2 separate regions of the Sus scrofa genome follow, and region 2 is linked to region 1. Evidence: chromatin contacts called from public targeted proximity ligation data. All regions are on one chromosome and are shown on one strand. The core of a region is the stretch at or near the end of the contact, and the rest is flanking DNA. Distances in the headings are between cores, read along the strand shown. Region 1 has its middle 150 kb from the start of PLEKHG7. Region 2 overlaps LOC106510428 (a long non-coding RNA gene).

What was found.
Region 2: a targeted proximity ligation map of skeletal muscle shows a contact between it and region 1, with 8 times the contacts expected there. A contact is called at or near these places in 1 of 47 Hi-C or Micro-C datasets (skeletal muscle) and 1 of 2 datasets of targeted methods (skeletal muscle).

Annotation. Positions count from the first base shown.
Region 1 is chr5:90,455,853-90,461,063 of Sscrofa11.1, forward strand. No RefSeq gene overlaps it. Among named protein-coding and RNA genes, the nearest start is that of PLEKHG7, 150 kb to the left of the region's middle.
Region 2 is chr5:90,748,055-90,753,441 of Sscrofa11.1, forward strand. All of the region lies in intron 3 of LOC106510428 (a long non-coding RNA gene), which reads left to right. Among named protein-coding and RNA genes, the nearest start is that of BTG1, 64 kb to the right of the region's middle.

The DNA of each region.
Region 1 (5,211 bases), core at 604-3,103:
TAAGTTAAAATCCAAACATCAGAAAGTAACATATGTCAGCAATTTTTTACTATTATAAACCATTTCATAAAACTAAAAATTGGTCACTGCATGTGTGCATCCTTAGGTAGAATTTTTTTAGGCCAGTGTTTTCAAAGTGTCTTTTCTAACTTTTGTTGTAAATATAGGAATAAATATAGTTAGACAGAAATTTGGGGGAAATTCCATGTGTGTTGGGTCATTTAAACAGTGAGCATTTCCTCTGAAATATTTAAAATTAGTATTTTGCATCATTTTCGCTACCAGGCTGGCAAGGTTAAATCACACAGTGTTGATCAAAGGCATGGTCAACCATATTTTCATGTAGAATCTGTGGGTATAGAGATAGTTGCAGGGTTACAGATGGACGGTGTTTGGGCAATATGCATAAAATTGCAAAGGTGAAACGTCTTTAACCCAGTAGTACCATTTCTGGGAATCTGTCCTGAGTAACTCACTTATGAATGTGCTCAAGTTTTAGCTAAGGATATTCGTCACAACATGGTTTACAAGAGCAAAACAGTTAGAAATAGCCTATATATCAAATATAATAATTGATTAATTATGTACTGTCATATAATGGAATTCTATGTTGTCATGAAAAATTATAACATTTTGGAGTTGCTGCTGTCGTGGAACTGTGGCAGTTCAGGATCCAGAGTTGCCATAGCTGTGGCATAGGTCACAGCTGCAGCTCACATTCCATCCCTGGCCCAGAACTTCTATCATATGCCACAGGTTCTGCAAAAAGAAACAAACAAACAAAAAATCCCCAAAACCCATTCTATGCTATGTTAAAGATGCCAGTCGAAAGAATAGGTTACAAAATAGTGCTCAGATGATTATGAGGGTGTGTGTATATCTCGTTGCGTGTGTGTGTGTGTGCATGTAACAACTCGCAGCCACATCTTTGGGGGTGGGGGTTGGGGAGCTTCCCTTGGCCATGGGAGGAAACTCCCTACCCAGACCTCAGCCAGTGCCTCGCTGACCTGCGGGTACAAACGGCCACTTCCCTTACCTCGAGGCAGAACTGACTCTCATGTAATTTATTCTTCAAAGTGTCCTCTTTTGGCTTTTCCACCTGCCCCATCATGCTTCATTTACTCCCCTTCTCCTGAGAGTACTCTCCCAATAAATAGCTTGAACAAAAACCTCTGACTCAAGCTCTGCTTCTAGGAAGGCTGATCTAAAACACCTCCCATTTTATGAAAGAAGAAACTTGAGCTCAGAGTGATTAAGTTGTTGCCCAGATCCCACAGAAAAGTAGGAGTATGAAGTCCAGTTCTACACAACTTGTTGAGTTACTGTACGATTATAATTTTGCCCAATGTTAATGTTGGTATCAGGACAAGCCTCCCTCTCCCAAGGAGGGCAGAATTCCATTGTCCAGGTGGGCAGCTAGCTGGCTCAAAACCCCAGGGTGATTCTACCAGGGAGCAGTTAGAAGGTGCGGGCAGGGTCTCCACACAGCAGGGCTTCAGCTGGGGCTCATGCTATCCCCACACTCACTACTACAAAGGAGGGACACATTGGAAACATGTATCCATTTTCCAGTTGTCACCAAGACTGTACAGTCATCTACCATTTACTGAAAACAGCCAAGAATGTGAAGAGTCTTGCAACCTAAAGGGCAGTTCTGCTGAACAAAGAATTGTTCAAGACCCTTGTGGAGAAACACTGCAGAGTGCCCAGGGTCAAAAAGTGAGGGAGCCCAGTGCGGTCACCAAGTCCACAGGGCCAGGGAATGATGGAAAAGAGGCCACAAAGACAGAGGGGCAGCCAGGCAGCCCTGGGGCTAGTGCCAGCCAGGCTGAAGGAGGGCAGTGTGCGGGGCCGCTGTGCCCACAGCTGGTGTTCCTCGGAGGCCACTCTGCAGGGCATAGTGAATCTGGGCCACTTCCAACGTTCAGGACAAAGGAGCAGTCAACGTGGATGTCCTGGGAACCCGGGAAAAGGGAGACTGTGTGGCATTAGAGTCGCTGTTGACTTATTTATTCCAATAAATAGGTGGTGAGCACGTACTTTTATGGTGCTGTAGTGAGCACAAAGAAAACCAAAACTCATCAGACATTGGTGGGTTCTGAGGGGTGAGAAGTCAGTGCGGAGAAGTCGGTGCAGTAATGATTTGCCGTATTCTAATTTTGGCTGCCCCACATTTGAACCTTATCCTACACGGGAATTCCTTACCTTTTAAGTCTTGCTGGGCTGGAGGCCATCTCTCATGTGAGAAGCTAGAAATGCTAGACATCCACTCTCCCACCTCTCCTGCAGGCGGGCCTGGAGCGCTGTCCTGGATTTTTAATTGGGAAGTCATTGCCCAAGAGCAGAGGGAGAGGGAAGAAGTGTTTTGCCTGAGGAAGGCTGAGGCTGTTTGGGGCCTTGGTTTTTAGTCCATCCATCTAGAATTTGGATCTGCAGGCTTCCTAGCGATTCAGGGAACTAAATCCTTTGAAGACATTCTTTATTGCTTAAATCCGCCACAGTTAGTTTCTTTTGGAAGCGGATTTGGGATTTGGGTACCTACTGCATACTGGGAAAACAAACTAGAGACGGTGCTATCTTCTTCCGGTGATAAGCGAGTACCGGGCCAGGCCCAGGGAGGACTGCCACGTGGGCAGAGCCAAGAAAGGGGGAAGCTTGGAGTAGGACGTCATGGTAGTCCCGGTTGGGCCCAAACTGTGCAGGAGGCTAAAAGCAGAGAGGCTAATGTGAAACGTTTAAAAAATTTTGTTTAAGAGGTAAAGGGTGAAACTCATGGACATTTTGTTGCAGAGTGGTACAGAAGTGAGTCATAGGACTCACCCAGATCAGCTGGACCTTAGAAGGCAGGTGCTGGAGATAGAGATTGCAGAGGGACAGCCACTAGAGAATGCTGGTTTCCTGGCCAGCCTTCCAGGGAGGTACTCTCTGAGGCCTGGACTTCGCCCTGCTTTTCTGTGAAAATAGAGGATGAGGAGCTGTACATGGCAGTCAGATTTTTGGCCCCGTTTATCGATAACTTCCCAAAGATTGTCCTATTTCTTCCATTGGAGGTTTGAAATCCTTAGGCTTTACAGGGCACAGTCCCACTTGCTGTGGTTTGCGCTCTCTCGTGTAAAGGAAATAGAATTTTTTTAGGGAGGTGGGGGCGGGGCATGAGTTTAATGCTCTGATTCCCTTTTGTTACTTAACTATGGTTCATGGAGCACCTCTTCCATGCCAGACTCTTTCCTACAGATTATTTTTAATCTTCTAAACAATGCTCCAAGCAGATAGTATGAGGTTAGTTTTACAGGCAAGGTCTAAGGAATTGGTCAAGATCACAGAGCTGGTTGGTGACAAAAAATTAGAACCCAGATGGGTCTGGCCCCAGTCTTACCTGCTTTCCAGGATACATACCATAGTTTTTCCTTCCCAGATAGCCTAAACCAAGGATCACATTATACCCTAGGAATAATATGTTCATTAATTCATCTTAACTTCATAGCTCATTCCCGGCAGGTGTGCCTGAGATATGTATCAAGTATTCTTTTTTTGCTTTTTAGGGTCGTACCCACGGCATATGGAGGTTCCAGGCTAGGGGTATAATTGGAGCTGTAGCCGCCAGCCTACGCCAGAGCCACAACAACTCGGGATCTGAGCCGCATCTGCAACCTACACCACAGCTCACGGCAATGCCAGATCCTTAACCCACTGAGCAAGGCCAGGGATCAAACCTGCAACCTCATGGTTCCTAGTCGGATTTGTTTCTGCTGCGCCACGATGGAAACTCCAAATACTCGTTTTTTTCTCTCTCTCTCTCTCTTTTTTTTTTTTGTTAGGACTGTACCTGCGGCACATGGAAGTTCTTGGGCTGGGGGTCACATTGGAGCTAGAGCTGGGGCCTATGCCACAGCCACAGCAATGCTGGATCCAAGCCATGTGTGTAACCTAAGCTGCAGCTTGTGGCAGCGCCAGATCCTTAACTCACTGAGGCCAGGGACCGAACCCATATCCTTATGGAGACTGTGTTGGGTTCTTAACCTGTTAAACCGCAATGGGAACTCCTTTATCAAGCATTCTTAAAGGGTTAATCAGGTTCAGTTACACAATCTGGAAAGATCAGCGGTGAGTCAATCTTTCAGGCTGAAAAAAAGAAAAAAAAATTTGGAGTTCCCACTGTGGCACAGTGAGATTGGCGGAATCTTTGTAGTGCCAGGGCACAGGTTCAATCCCTGGCCCAGCACAGTGGGTTAAAGGATCCAAGGCACTCCCACCTTGAATCTGATCCTCAGCCTGGGAACTCCATATGCCATGGGTTGAGCGAAAAAAAAATAAATTGATGCTTAAGACCCTGGATTGTAAGATCTCTTCTAGGCCTGATTTCTTTGAATACCGAATAACTCGTTTGGTGGAATAATGCATGTTGCGGGGCCGGAGGGTGTTGGGGAGGGAGAATGTTGTTTTGAGGTTGAAGGCACAGCAGGGGGTCTTTTAGCTCAGATTTGCTGAACCCTCACCATTGCACCAAGGGGGAATATGGGCCACCCAGCATGAGTAGAGTGACTGTTAGTATTGGGGTAATAATAATCAACATTTTTTGAGCACTGACTCTGTGTTTGTTCTGCATAATGAATGCATTATCTCTAGTCGTCCGAACAAATGTAGCAGGTTCATTTTTTGAGTGAGGAAACAAACTCAGGGAGGTTCGACAACCGCTGAACATCACAGAGCCAGGAGGTTGGCTCTCAGGGGTTCAAACCCAGACCTTCCTGCCGCCAAAGCCCATATCTAAGGGCTCATGTGCTATTAACTGTAGACGAGCAGTTTAGCTACACCTTTGAAGAGTTACTTTAAAGTCGTTACACGTTTATTCAGCTGCTACTTAGCAAGGCCTGTCTTAGGATGGGTGGTAGGCTCTTCAACACAAGAGACATGACCTTTGCCATCACAGCGGAGGAGAAAAAAAAACAAGTACACACACACAAAACCATATAGTGACAGATCGTGCTGTGTGCTGTGATGAGAATGTACAAAACTGTGGGAGTCCATCCCGAGAGGATCTGATCCCGCAGATCAGAGAAGACTTTCTGGGAGCAGTGGCGACTGAGTCAATACCAGAGGGCTGAGTGGCCTTACCTGGGAGGAGGGAGGGAAACTGGAGAAGAAAACCCCTGGCGGCGTGGAGGGCATGTGCAAGGGCCGGAAGCAGAAGGAAAGAACTTTTCGCCTGTG
Region 2 (5,387 bases), core at 1,472-3,971, 290 kb after region 1:
AAAAGACTATTATTTTTTTGCCTTTTTATTTCACCCCAATTCCTTTCCTACACAGAGGCTTCTTTGACCGGAAAGCCTGGCAGCCGTTACCAGCCACCTACTAAGATTTTTAATATCTAGAAAGTAGCTGAAGCCTGTACTGATTACTGATGTGTAGTAAAGTAGGATTCAAAGCAGATTGTCAGAGATGTTAGCATGTCCTGTAAATGACGATGCTAAATTTTTTAAGTATGGACTTTGTACTTTAATATTTTATTTTCTGGTATATTTACTCATTTTATCCCATAATAATTACTGAAGCAAGAAATATCATTCCTGGAGTTCCTGTTGTGGCTCAGTGGGTTAAGGACCAGATGCCGTCTCTGTGAGGATGTGGGTTCAATACCTTGCCTCACTCAGTGGGTTAAGGATCTGACATTGCTGTGGCTGTGGTGCCAGTCACAGCTGCAGCTCTAATTTGACCCCTGCCTAGGAACTTCCATGTGCCATGAGTGCGGCTGTAAAAAAAAAAAAAAAAAAAAAAAAATATATATATATATATATATATATATATATATATATATCAGTTTCATATTTTAAGTGAACAAAGGGAGGTGCAAGCTGTTCTCCAAGCGAAGTGATATCCCCTTTTATAAATTTCATAGCACCTGAATGTTTCCTTTATAGCGCTTACCAGAGTCATACTTGTGTAGTAATATTTGTCTTACTGCCTGGGCCAGACACTTCCTGAGACCAGGAGACTGTCCTTGTCCTCCTAGTTTCCGTTACCTAGCACAGTGCCTGGCACAGAGGGTACTCAGTAAAGATGTGATGATTGAATGAATAGACAAGTAATGTCTCCCCACATCCCACAGGAAAGAAGGGATAGAATCCGTATTTGAACCTCTGTCATCTACTGGGAGCCCCTTGTTCCTTCCGTTCTGTCAATGTAAGAGCAAGAATGCTGTGTCTTCATAACAGCCTTTCAAGAGGTGCGGCTCTGGATAGCTGGATAGAAGCTAGGCTGCAGGGGAAGATGCATTTGGAAGGGATAGTCTTACACAAAGTCACCGAAGATCTCAAACCATCTTTGCAAGGTTTTTGGCCCCTGGTTTGGGGCTCACTGTCCTCTGCAGAGAAGAGGGCATCAAAACTCTTATAGAAGGGTTTTCTTCACTTCAGTCTGTGAAAGTAACTATTTGAATTTTTCTCAGTGTGTCCTGAGGATGATCTGATTCAGAAACATTTGTATGGCTTCAAAATAATTTTTTCAGAGTCCTCTCAAACCAACTGAGAAAGACTCTCTCAGGCCAGGAAGCTACAGTTTTAATGAACTTCCCAGGTGTTCTCTTGCACTGTAAAGTTTCAGCCAGTTTAGCCTCAGGGAGAAGTTGAGCTGTGGGATCAGTGGCCCAGCTGCCCATTCATGGAAGTTTAACAATGGGCGAAGATTCCAGCAGGGGCAGTTGGAATCCATCATGGAAGAAGCAGAGCTGAATAGATTTTCCCACTGCCTTTTTTGACAAAGTTAATTCAATTTGGGGGGGGGGGGGTCAATGCAGTTTAAGTGAAAGAGCCAGGAGAAAGAGAATGCAGACTGCCTCCTCTGTCATGTCTTCATAGATCTAACTAGCCCTCATTCATCACCTCTTCCTCTCAATTCCTCGAGGATTTACTGCTAACACCGCAGTGTCACTTCTAAGCCCCATTGTCTCTCATTGCTGTTACTTTAAGTGTCTTTCCAGTCACATTAGACTGTTGTGTAGGGTGTATCTTTGTCTTCTACATAAAATAGGTAGACAGGAACACCATTGCTGCTAATATTTTAAAGTCATTATACTAAGGAATTTAAAATTACTATTAAGATGTTTGAATTGTTATATAGCTTAATGGTAGAGAGGACAGATTCTAGCTGCCTGCATGCGAATCCTAGCTCTGTTTGGCGCTAGCTGCGTGTCTTAGCAGTTATTCAGTGACTCTTTCCTATCTGGCTCCTATCTGAAAAATGGGGGTAATAATGCCTGCCTCATAGTGTTGTGAGGGTTACATCAATACAAATGTAGTGTTTAAAATAGTGCCTCCACATGGTAGGTGTGTGATGGTACTCCTGCTACTGTTACTAAACTACTGTTATTACTACCACTGCTGCTGCTGCTATTACTACGACTACTATTACTACTGCTATTACTAAAGTGAATCTTCTTGGAGTTTTCTCTTCTCCAAACACACCTTGTTTCAGCTTGGTTTAGACCAGGCCTAAGTCTTACATTATTCTTTTCTTTTTCACTGCCCTGGGGCATGTGGAGTTCCTGGGCCAGGAATCAGATCCAAGCCACAGTCGTGACCTCCACCGCAACTGCCAGATCCTTCAGCCACTGTGCTGGGCCAGGGATCAGACCTGCGTCCTGGCGCTGTAGAGACGCCACAGTGGAACTCCAGTGAGAAATAGTCTTCAGCGAGCAATAGTTGTGAAACTGTCTTTCTCGGTGTTCAGTTTCTAGTGAACACGGTGACGGGCAGAACTTTCAGAGCTACGTCTGAGTGGCTTCTTAAATCCAGGAAGATCAGAGGTCGCAGAAGAGCTGAGCCTACAGGGTCATTCATCCCGGTCTGGGAACGGAACACTCCCTGGATTCCAACTCCTCTCTTAAGCCGCCTGAGTGCTCCCAAGTTGGCCCTGTTAGGAGTTGCCTTCTGGCTCTGATGTGCTTCCTGACACTTGGCAAATGGAGAGCTGTCCTTGCCAGTCACCCTGACAGCACGCATGTCACAGCCTCGGTTTTCACCGAATCACAGGACAGGAATGGAACAGGGAAAGGCAGCTCCTGCAGAGGGAGGATAGGAGAGGGCGCCATCTCTCCCAGGACAGTGGCCTGGCTTTGAATTCCCACTTCTCTAATTATCATCTCCTTAATCTTAGGTGAGTCCCTTAACTTGAGGCCCAGTATCCTAATCTATTAACCCGTTAGATTTAATATATACCTCACAGAACTGCTACAGGAAATTGAATGAGTTAGTTAAGCTATTTGAAAACCCATTTCAGGATATCGAGCCCTCCATAAGCCTTAGTTGAATTGGAATCTAAATCTAAATCCTTTGATAGCCACCCTCCAGAACACTTTTCTATTGATCTTTGATAGCACCTCTGGAAAAGAAACTTTTTTTTTTTTTTTTTTTTTTTTTTAAGGGCTGCACCTGTGGCATATGGACGTTTCCAGGCTAGGGGTCATATTGGAGCTGCAGCTGCTGGCTTATGCCACAGCCACAGCAACACAGGATCCAAGCTGTGTCTGCAACCTATGCCACAGCTCACAGCAACGCCAGATCCTTCACCCACTAACCAAGGCCAGGGATCTAACTAACCTGCATCCTCATGGATACCAGTTGGGTTCTTTACCTCTGAGCCACAACAGGAACTCCTAGAAGAGAACATTTTATGTTACCTGCAAATCTGCCCTCTTCTACCAGGGTGGATTTCAGTATGCATTTACATTGTTAGCCTGTTTAACCCCTTATGCATAGAGACCTACCTACTTCATAGTTCTCTGCTACCTACCAGGATCTTCCTTCCAAATTTCCAACTTCTTCTTGTCCTGCTGTGGTGCACATCTCTATTTTCAGCCAAGATCTCAACCCTTCCTCATCCTGCCCTCCACCCCTCACCACTAACTTCCTTTCTCACTTTGCCCCTGTAGGATAACCTCATTCCATTGTAAACAGACTCCATTATCTAGGCACCATTGCTGCCAGCTGAAGATAACTAAGCTTTTCCCCCTCTTTTCAATCCCTGATCTTACAATTCCCAGCCTTGACACATAGCTCCATCTCTCATTTTGTTGCGTAGTATAGGATTATCTCTGTGTAATTTTCCACAAACACATTTTAGCTCTTCCAAAAGAGAAAAACTTATTTTTTCTTACCCATAGAATGCCCTTGAATCATTATACAATGCTTCTAACTATGAATATTTCTGTGAAAAACCTGACAGTACGAAATAGTTGAAGGTTTATCATTAAATTGATGGAAAGTTAGCATGCAGGTGAAAGATGAAATAGAAGCAAACTCTTGGCATTCCTGGGGCTTCTTGGCTGGGATTTAGAATATGAATGGACTTTTCACTCAAATGAAAGCTCATTTATTTTCTTCTTTTAGCTCTGGAAATAATGGCTTCCTTTAGCGACATAAATAACTTTAAAGAAAAATGAGAAGGGCTGTTTCAAAGGTATAGGCATATGGCATATGGGTGTCATTATTTAAGACAGAATTTAATGTTGAATAATGTATTAATCTACCTCTCAAAGACTACTATATGATTTTGATGTTCTCCCAAACTTAAATTACAATCTCTGATAACCTGAAATAGTGCCTCCCTGGAGTTATTACTAACAATAAGGTTTGGTTTGGCATACGGATTCTCTTCATGCGTGTCTTACTCTTATTTCAACTTTTCTCATGAAGTAACCCATCTGATTCTTTTTTCTCACATGTGGAGAAACCTGTGTTGTTAGTTAATACATACCGAAAGTGATGTTTTGTGGCCTGAGAAGATGAGTCTAATGCATGACCTGCCCCCCCCTCCCCCACCCCCACCGTAGATGCTGGCATGCTAAGCGATCTTTAGCTCCCTAAATGCTGAAAATTATGCCAGGCCTATACTTGGCATCAAGCAGAACTGGTCTCTCTCCATTCCAGGACCACTGCCGATACCATCCTTAAATATCAAAGGTCATGCCACCTTGTCACTTAAAATCCTTTCTTAGCACCTGCAGCATGTGGCATATATCCACCAGCCCTTCCCCCGTGACGTTTCCTGAGCACCTGCTGACCTCCCTTTGCCTCTCCAGTTTCCTCTCCTACCACCCCTGACTTTGAAGGTGATGTCCCAGCCCAAGCAAACTCTTGGTGGTTCTGTAAACACACGAAGACCTTTGGCTTCCATGCCTTTTCTTCATGGTCCTGGAATGCCCCCCTTGATTAGACACCCACCACCCACCCGCCTCCTTTTGAATGGTACTTGACTATCCTTCAATCAAAGAACAGCTTTAAAAGAAGGCACCTCTTCTCTGAATCCTGTTTTGACGCTTCAGTCCTTGAGGAGATTTTGTCTTTCCCTTCCCTCTCTCCTTTGTGCTACCCTAATGCCGTAGAGCTTTGTACATACCTCTGTCGTAGCACATTGCACACCGTCTGTAATGACGAGTGGGCCACACCCCCTGACTTGTCTCTTGTAAATCTGAGTCAGCCTCCCCAGTGAAAGACCAGTCAGCCCTGAGTAGTCACTCAAAAATTTTATGATGAATTAAATGTTCTATGTTTTTATCATCGGTGCTAGGAAACTAAGGGCATCTTGACAAAGCTGGAACTGGAGCAGCCTGACATATAAAGTAGCAAATGAATGAAAGTGAATG